Regions from separate parts of the Mus musculus genome. Here regions 1 and 2 are each linked to region 3. The links are chromatin contacts, called in public ChIA-PET and HiChIP or PLAC-seq maps. All regions are on one chromosome and are shown on one strand. The core of a region is the stretch at or near the end of the contact, and the rest is flanking DNA. Distances in the headings are between cores, read along the strand shown.

Region 1 (3,153 bases), core at 511-3,010, 230 kb after region 3:
GTAGGCCAGCAAAGTGAAGGCACAGGGAAGGGAATAAAAACTTCTGCTAGTGGGTCACTCTGGGTGATGGTGAGAGGAACCATTCCTATCTTCAACCAAGTCCTGAGCTCATGAGTCCTGGCTATGAGAAAAAGTGCCACATACTGAATGTCGATCCAAAGCATATGCAGTTTATGGAGACCCTGCCCCAGCCCTCCATGCCATTGCCCCAAGCTGGCATTGTAAATTTGTCTTTAAAAGGCCATTTTACCATTCTACCAGGCCAGATGCTTCAGGATGGTGATGGAGGTCATAGCAAGGGAATTCCATGACACGGACCTATTGCCTATTCTTTGGCTATGAAATGAGTCCTTTGGTCAGAAGCCATGTTGCTTGGAGTACTATGATAGATACTACAACAGGAATAAAGACTAAGGTGAGTGTGCTCATGTGCAGACAATGAGAGACTGTGGAGCAATCAGCCCTAAATGTGATGTCCTTATCCACCCTAACCTCAAGGCTCAAAGATCTATGGGAAGAGGAAGTGAAAAGAGTGTGCAAGAGCCAGGGGTGATGGATATCTCCAAGGAAACTGTGTAATCCAGACACAACAAAATTGACACACATATGAACTCACAGAGACTGTGTTAGCACACAAAATCTGCCCTGGTTTAAACCAGACAAACCAGCACTAAGAAGGGGATGTGAACACAGGGTTCACCCCTAACCAAGAAGCTATTTGCAACTGATACCTGCTGGGAAAAGAGGAAAATCAGTTGTCTCCAGTTAAGTGTCACTGGGTGTATTAGCCACACTCCAGGGCAGGCCCAACTCCATGTCATTTCTGTGGGATTATTGTTGCATTTTGATTTGCTTGTGTGTGTGTGTTGTTTATTTTTTGTTTTTGTCTTATTGGTTTGTTTGTTTGTTTGTTTTGATCATCAGGGTTTTTTGGGGGGAGCATTCAGCAAGCACGAGCGTGAGTTGGGTAGGTAGAAAGATGAGGAAGATCTGAAAGGAGATGGAGGAGGGGAAATGATCAAAAACATTGCATGAAAGAAACTAAAATAAATACAAATAAAAAAAAATAATGGAGTGAACCTCAAGATCAGTGTTAAAGAAAATTTAGCAAAACTAAGGCATTTGAAGGAAATGTTATTGAAAACACTGGCAATTCTTACAAAATAAGTGCCAAGGGCCCAGCAACAGAATTTCACATCATCCTCACAGTGACTCCAGAGATGGTTCCTGTATCATGTGGCAACTGAGGAAGCTGATGCTTTGAGAAATCTAATACTTTCCTAAAGTAAGGTAATTACAAGATAACATCTTCAGAAAAGTAAAATCGCTAGTGAACACTCTGGGAAAGAGGTCAGATTTAAGCCTTCAGAACTAAAATTAGAAGTACCCACACATTGTGAATTCCAGTCTCAAATAAAATGAGGTAAATGAAATACAGCACCTGCTGTATGCTAATACATTAATTGTTCTCTGGTGGCAACTGATCTAACTTCTTTTCAAGGCTGATAGGGTATCTTAGAAGAGTAGAACCTGCCTAGGGCTCTGGACAGGACCAGAAGACTCGGAGAAGAGCAAAGGGCAAGAAAGCAGAAGCAGAAAATAATCTAATATTGTGTCTACTTCCTGTCAGACAGGAAACTTTGCTTTCTGCTGCTGCTAACAGAAAACCCAACAGATGGTGGCCCATGGTAAAGATGTCTATATCCCACGAGAGCTCTGAATGTTAAGGATTTATTGGCAGCATGAGTCGAAGGCTGAGAGATGAGAATGTGTTATTTTCAGTGGTCCCCAGTGACTTAGCAGTCACAGGGTCACAGTTGCTAAGTGGCAACTGTGCCTTTGTCATTTCACACAGGTGACAATGCCCTGTCAGAAAACAGAAGGCCTTCTAGTCCTGTTGCTGCAGCTACCACAGAACACTACAAACTGGCTAGTTTGTAAAGAATAAAAATTGGTTTGTCTCAAGGTTCTAGGGATTGAAGTCAAGAGTATGATGCCAGCAAGGTAGGCATGCCCATAAGAGCACTGGATGCATTTGAGCAGGAACCTATTCCCTTATTTATTCAAGGGAATAAATCTGTGAGGTCACACCCTTGTGACCAAAGTACCTCTCAAGGGACGCGCCTCTTTTTTTTTTTTTTTTTTTTAAATATGTTTTTTTGTTGTTGTTGTTGTTTTTTGTTTTTTTCGAGACAGGGTTTCTCTGTGTAGCCCTGGCTGTCCTGGCACTCACTTTGTAGACCAGGCTGGCCTCGAACTCAGAAATCCACCTGCCTCTGCCTCCCAAGTGCTGGGATTAAAGGCCTGCGCCACCACGCCCGGCTGGACGCGCCTCTTAATACTGTGTCAATAAGAAATTTTAACTCGCTTGAAGAGAATATTCAAACATTAGTAAGAAAACCCTTCATTTTCAGCAGTGAAAAAGAAAAGATAAAACTTCATGATTACATTCAAAAGGCTTCTTCTTATGTCATAGGGACTAGAATGAATTCTTGCACTGTTGCCATGGCTTTTAAAGCAAAGCTGGGCTCTGGATGCTCCACAGGCTGTGCTCAGACAACAATCTCCATATGACAATTAAAAGACATGTTGTGAAGAAAAGCTCAGGGAGGGTGTTTCTTCAGAAGGTAATAAAGGAAAGTAAATAAATAGAGTCCAGTTATTCTCAACTACATCTTCAAGATACTGTCATTAGGTTTATATTTAATAGAGGGCAAGAATTATGCACAATTAAGATGGTTCTAGCTGTACTTCATTAAGCCATCATTGTCACTGCTTCAGTTCTTCAAGGTGTCAGACAAACTGCACTTGGTGATCTGTGCAACTTGCCTGTCCACAAGATTTGCTATTCCTGGAATATGGTGTGAGTTAAGCAAAAAGGTGAAGGACAATGTTGTGTTTTGGTACCCTCAGCCAACATGCAGATGCCTGGAGAGGTGCCAGGCTTTCTCTGTGCTTCTAATTCCCTTGTGGGCCAAGTCTGGAGCCAACTATATGCCTGTCTCATCTCAGTGACCAAATTCAAATACTGCGTTTCCTCAGAGAAATGTGGCTTCCTTGGTGTGGTGTTTGAATATGTTTGGCCCATGGGAAGTGCTACTATTAGTAAATGTGGCCTTGTTGGAAGAAGTATGTCACTGTGTAGGCAAGTTT
Region 2 (2,832 bases), core at 19-2,518, 150 kb before region 3:
CTAAAGTTAGACACTGTTTTCTTAACTTCATTCCCCAACACTGGTAACATGTTGCTCAACTAACGAAGAAAGCAAGACACCTCTTTCCTTGACGTTTCCTCCTGAAGCCTGAGAGAACATTCTGGCAACTTCAACTATTCATTCAGCAACAACAGAAGGATGAGTACTGGATCCAAGGAGCTGAGACTGGCTGCATAAACTTCTACTCAGGCAAGCTGTTACTGTATCACCTCATGACCCCATCCTGTGCTAAACCTTTCCACTTGTCATTTTTCAGCTCCTCAGGCTTGCTTTGGGCCTCCCACTGTCTCCACTCATTAAATGCCTCAGGCTACTGACTCAAGCTCTAAGTCTTTGATGCCTCCAGCCCACTCCATGCCATTAGATTACCATTCCCCAGTCCCTCATGGCATCTAACTTGTTCCAAGTTTACATGTCCATGCACTTTCATTATTAGATTTATCATTTTTAATCAGTGGTAGGAATTAGGTTACTAATCATTTCAATTATCCATCAAATTAGTGATGGTGACATAATTATCATCATCATGAGATTTGCGTTATCACTATGGTTATTCATATTATCCTGGGGGTAATGGCTCCCAGTCCATAAAGTTCAACCTAGTAGATAGTTTTTGTTTATTCCTGAGTCAGGAGGCCTATCCCAGCATTTCCGCGGTGAGTAGGTGCTAGTGACTAGCATCTAGGCACTTACTGGGGAGCTCTGGCAAGAACGGAGGTCTTGCTTGTAGTGTGTGGTGTGCAGGGTGCTGCGTCGCCCTCTGCCCAGTGTTAGAAAACTTGGGTGATTGGCTTTTGCAGTGAATTGGGCAGCCACTTTTTCGGAGGCGCACAGACCACGCCCCTTACCAACAACAAAGCAAAGCCAGCTCCGCGGCCTCTACGCAACACTCCTGGAACTCAGGCCACGAGGACACGGAGGTTGGCGCTGCGGAGTTTGAGCGGGCCAGGTACCCGGAGCTCAGAGGCGCGTGCAGCCTCAGCTTGAGTCTCCCGCGCGAACCTGAGCGGACGGCTCCACCGCGGACCTGCGCGGTAGGGGGAAGCCCGCGCAACCAAACACGCCGGCCAATGCCGGTCGCGCGCTCCCTTTGCGCGCTCCCGCGCCGGCCTTAAGGCTTGGACCGCAGGTGGAGAGGCCCGGGTGCGGGCGCGTGGCCCGAGGCTGTGCGAGGTTGCGCGGTGCGCGCGGAGCCGCGCTGTCCCCCCCATCTGAACTCAGTGCGCTGTTCCACGGCAAACTCCGCGCGCTGCGTGCTCGGGGCCGCGCCAGCCCGGGTGGCCGCGTGCAGGGCTCAGGGAAGTGAGCCCAGCAGGGAAGATGGAGCTGGCCACGCGCTCCCAGGTGAGGGTTTCCCCCAGCCCTGGTCCCCGGCCGCTTTCTGCATGCCCCGCCCCGCCCTGTCCTGCCGGGCTGGTCCACGCGGAGGGCCGGGTGCTGGGAACTTAGGTCCTGTAGGAGTGCGCGTGGCTCCCTGCTGTACCACCCCGGGTCTGCAGGTTTGGCCCCTGCAGCCGGGGCTCAGGTGGGGATGCCTATTCTGGAGCTGCAGGCCGGGAGCTACGGGGTGCAGCGCCCCGAGACCTGGGGGAGGGGCGCGCGGGAGGGCAGCGTGCAATTTCTCCCCAACCCCCTTCCTCGCCGGAACTGGCACCAGAGGTCAGGAAGATTAAGAAAAAAGCAATTAAAAAAAAAAAAAAAAAAAAAAAAGAAAGAAAGAAATCTCGAGACTCACACTATACCAGTCTTTTATTGAGTTGCTGTAGGTTTTATTCTAGAACTTTAATAAATTTACTACTTGGCAAATGGTAAGTAACATCTTTAGGCCAAGTTAACAAACAACTTCAAGATTGCAAATCTTAAGCGAAGGGCAAATCCATTATGCATTATGGGTCTAATTTAAGTTTTGAAACTTCACTAACACTTGAGAATAAGTCTTCCAAAGGGTCATTGCGTGCCAGGATTGTGATTTCTGTTAGTTTACAGTCTCAAGGTTTTTCTCTACTTAAAATTATCACTCTGTTAAAAAAACGACAACCACAAGACACCTAAACAGACACACACTTTTTAATATAGTGATAAGCAAATCATTTTTAAAAATGAACTAAGAAAAACTTTGAAAAGAGAAGGAATGGCCAGCCCCCTGCTCGTGGGGTGCGGGATATTTTACATGAATGTAGCCTTTCTTGAACTGCGTTTACCCCTGTAGTCTACCTGTAGACTCTGAGCCTGGTGGAACAGCGCCCAAGCTTTACCAGACCTGGCCTGCCCAGGTCTGGCACTTACCTTTGTGCTGGCAAATTAGAGAACTAGCTAGCTGGCTAGATACCAGTGGCCACTTTGTCCAGTTAGTGACCGCTGAGAATGTCCTGAAAGTGGAGGTTTGTGAGAAAGTATTTTAAAAGGTTTCACCAGTGAAGGGAGAAAAGAAAAACTGTACTGAGCTAGACTCAGGCTTTAGGGTTTTTGTTGTTGTTTTTGTTTTGCTTTTGCACGTGGCTAGCCTGAGCTTCTCCAGGAAGTAACAAAACACCTTTGGAAAGGGAAAGTGAAATTGCTTTGTTTTTTCAGGACAGTCTCATTCATCACAGAGTGGTCTCCACTTTCTGTAGAGCAGATTATAGATCTTGCCTCCACTTCTAGATTCAGGATTCTTTCCCTGCTTGGATGCCTGGTGTATGATGTGCTGGGGGTGAACCCTGGGCCTCCTGCATGTTAGGCAAAATCTGCAAACTGGGCTGCAGCTCCAGCCTGGTGGAAAGAGACAGGAGCTTTCGTAGTTCCTCAGAAAATGTAACTCACTGTATCATT
Region 3 (2,929 bases), core at 314-2,813:
TCCTATTTGACACCCAGGATCCTATAGGAGGCGGCATGACACCGTCAGATAGACCACAGCACCTTGTGCAGCCCTCGGGACTGCAAAGCCCGCCTCATCCAGCAGGTGTCAATAGTCCTGGCCAGGCTGAGATGCTGCTCCGCTGGAGAAAGCAGACACAGACACAGGACAGCAAAGACTGGCAGGCTGTGAGGCTGTGCGTGTGCTTCTCTGGAGCTGCTAGCTTGGATCTCCTACCAACCGAGGAGAATCAAAACTCCATTCAGAAACCAGCCCACTTCTTTTGTTCCAAGTTTGATAAAAATGAACCAAGGAAACTAGAAATCTGCTAGTAGTATGTGGCATTGATTCCTGTAGAATCAGAACTTCCAACCTCTCTTCTCAGCTGTTGGAAGATAAGATGATGCCCCAGTATTTCAACAACATTAAAGAACCTGAAGATTGTCCTAGGGGCTGGGAGTAACACTTAACACTACTTTTATCATAACTAATGGCTCTCTAGATGTGCAGATCTAATTCCTACCCCCCCCCCAACTTCAGAAGACTTGACTTTTCTTTTCTTTTCTTTTCTTTTCTTTTCTCTTTTCTCTTTTCTCTTTTCTCTTTTCTTTTCTTTTCTTTTCGTTTCTTTTCTTTTCTTTTTTCTTGTTTCCTTGTGCGTGTACTTGTCACATGATTGTGGAAGAGAGAAGGAGAGAGGAGGCAGGCATGTGCTCCCACCCCAGATGTGTTTGCCATGTTAAATGTTGCTTCCCCCTGCAGTCCAGTGATCAACAGATTCATAGACATGTTTAGGGGAGAAAGAAAACCTGTATGCAGCAGTGAATGCTTTTCACCACTCCCAAGCTACACACACCCATAGGGTTACGCCCTTTTTAAGGAGACGCAAAGGAAAAATAACATGCCACGCAATAAAGACAGCGGCATAGTAACCGTCAATCTCATAAACATACCCAGACTCTAACCATCTGGCCACCCGAGGACACGCTATTTAACAAAGTGCCATAATGTTTCTTTGGATGTGGGTGATCATGGCTCCTGGAGTAAGGGAGAGGGTGAGAACTTACGACATTACTTAAGTGTCCCCAATCAATTTTGGCTTAGAGAGAGCCACTTCCACTAATTCTGGGTCTATTCTAGGCACTCCCACCTTATTGCTCAATGGGAGGTGAGGGCAAAGCTCTCTGGGAGTCACATTCTAACACAATCTCTCTAATCAGAAAGGATCCTGGCCTCAACTCCACTGGGAAATCGGAAGGCTTGATTCAGTTGCTTTCTTTATTCTTCAAACCTACTTTTTTCACACAGACATTTAAAAACGTATTTGGAGATACCAAACTCATCAAGAAGTGACAAAGATAACTTATAACCCCATAAGGCCAGAATCCCACCCCCAACAATGCACAAAACCCAGATACAATGAAAAGCAACATAAAAGAAGAGATACATATTTGATACAGAGATTGCGAAACTGAAAGTGGCTGACCGAGCTTCCTGCCAATAGTGTACTGAGACTTGTGCACGCTGGGTACCTACCTCAGGCTGACGCAACGTACCTCAATCCCCTCAATTTCTTCGATGAACCTCCTGCTGACTGAGACCAGAGCCTCCTGTGGCCATTCATGAAACCAGTCAATAGCTGTGCAGTTAACTATGGCTGGGAACTTCCGGGCTCTAACTCGCAGTGTGTGGCCAACCGGTGAGAAACAAAAAACCATCTGTAGGGGTGAGGGGGGACAGGTCAGAAACAACAGAGGGATGAGTGTGCCAAGCAGTACACTGAAGTCTCAGACAATGAGGAAGGGGGCAAGGCCAGACACACTAATCAGCTACCCCAGCCCAGGCAGCAAGGTGCAAGGTAGCATTGACTTTCAGAGTGGCGGTGCCACAGGGCAGGCAGAAGTACAGTTGTGCTTTCCTCAAAATGTGGCCCCTCTTCTCTCAAGCATAGCTCATGATTCCCTTTGGGAGTGGGACATTTTACTTGTTCCCTAACACAAGCCACATAAAAATAAGTCACCATGATCGTCAACATTTCTACCTGCAAATTCCTTCTGTTACATGATTCAGTAGGTTTCACAAAGCTGAAATACCTTTTCAACGCAAAGTATAAAACAATAAAATAAAGCCAGATTTATCATCACAAATGACATCAATTTCTGTTTGCATTTAAAATAAAAAGTATCTTCTTTAGTTCTCACCTGAGATTTTTCAGAGAAAAATTTAAAACTTGGGTAGCATGTTTCTGCTAAGAAAAGTTTTTTTCTTACTAGCTAATGATTTAAAAGTTAATTAATATCTGAATAAGCCATTGTTCTGTGTTTGGGATCTGCCAGGGATCAGTTCCAGGATCCCTAACATACCCACAGGTTTTCCAAACACTTATATGAAAAGTATATTGCTTTCACAGGTCAAACCTATTATCCTTCAACCACCTATTAGTCCTTCCTGTTAGGATTACTTATTGCCCCTAAGACAAGGTAAACAGTGTAGGGAGTTGTTATTCTGTGCTATTTAGGGAATCAAGACAATAAAAAGAAGTATGTACACACTCGGTACGGTTATATGCACACTCCGTACAGTTGTGTTCCTCTTCAAATATTTTCACTGCACAGCTGGTGGGATTCATGGATGGGGACATGACAGTCAGAGGATCCAGTCGTGTATTTGTATACTCTCTCTAGACACAGGGATTCATCGGTAGAGCCTGAGGTTGGTTGCAATATCATGTCACAGACAGTGGATGGGAGGAACTCTTCATTGTCAGCACAGTAGGTGTGACCATTCAAGGGTCCTGAGCTTTAGAGGACCACCATTAGAAGTGTAAGCTCAGGGAAAGCATGAAGACACAGGAGACTGCAAGGATTCATTATGCACCCCCATCCCTGCCACCACTGCTATATACTTGAAAACTAGGTTATCTGTCAGC

Evidence for each region. HiChIP or PLAC-seq counts read pairs in DNA pulled down with a chosen protein or histone mark. ChIA-PET counts read pairs in DNA pulled down with a chosen protein or histone mark.
Region 1: a contact with region 3 is called in a RAD21 HiChIP or PLAC-seq map of pro-B cells, with 2.4 times the contacts expected there. The contact joins two enhancer-like sites. A contact is called at or near these places in 6 of 39 promoter capture datasets (embryonic stem cells, hippocampal neurons, liver and 1 more), 2 of 15 datasets of contacts at CTCF or cohesin (CD8 T cells and pro-B cells) and 1 of 484 Hi-C or Micro-C datasets (the Ba/F3 cell line).
Region 2: an RNA polymerase II ChIA-PET map of memory CD8 T cells shows a contact between it and region 3, with 33 read pairs. The contact joins the promoter of Cdca7l here to the enhancer-like site in region 3. A contact is called at or near these places in 2 of 39 promoter capture datasets (the C10 cell line and trophoblast stem cells), 4 of 484 Hi-C or Micro-C datasets (CD8 T cells, embryonic stem cells and nephron progenitors) and 2 of 115 datasets of contacts at active chromatin or transcription factors (large pre-B cells and memory CD8 T cells).

What each region holds. Positions count from the first base shown.
Region 1 is chr12:118,219,726-118,222,878 of GRCm38.p6, forward strand. No RefSeq gene overlaps it. Among named protein-coding and RNA genes, the nearest start is that of Dnah11, 22 kb to the left of the region's middle. Within about 2 kb of position 1,761, at least 24 of the 459 cell types and tissues checked have an H3K27ac peak or open chromatin away from gene starts, as enhancers often do. A contact at or near this core is called in pro-B cells, where this site is marked.
Region 2 is chr12:117,842,593-117,845,424 of GRCm38.p6, forward strand. Cdca7l (cell division cycle associated 7 like) reads left to right here and starts at 1,269. Exons shown (of 10, transcript NM_146040.1): 1 at 1,269-1,365. The coding sequence starts at 1,342.
Region 3 is chr12:117,993,573-117,996,501 of GRCm38.p6, forward strand. Dnah11 (dynein, axonemal, heavy chain 11) reads right to left here. Exons shown (of 82, transcript NM_010060.3): 55 at 1,557-1,718. Among named protein-coding and RNA genes, the nearest start is that of Cdca7l, 150 kb to the left of the region's middle. Within about 2 kb of position 1,564, at least 42 of the 459 cell types and tissues checked have an H3K27ac peak or open chromatin away from gene starts, as enhancers often do. A contact at or near this core is called in CD8 T cells, memory CD8 T cells and pro-B cells, where this site is marked.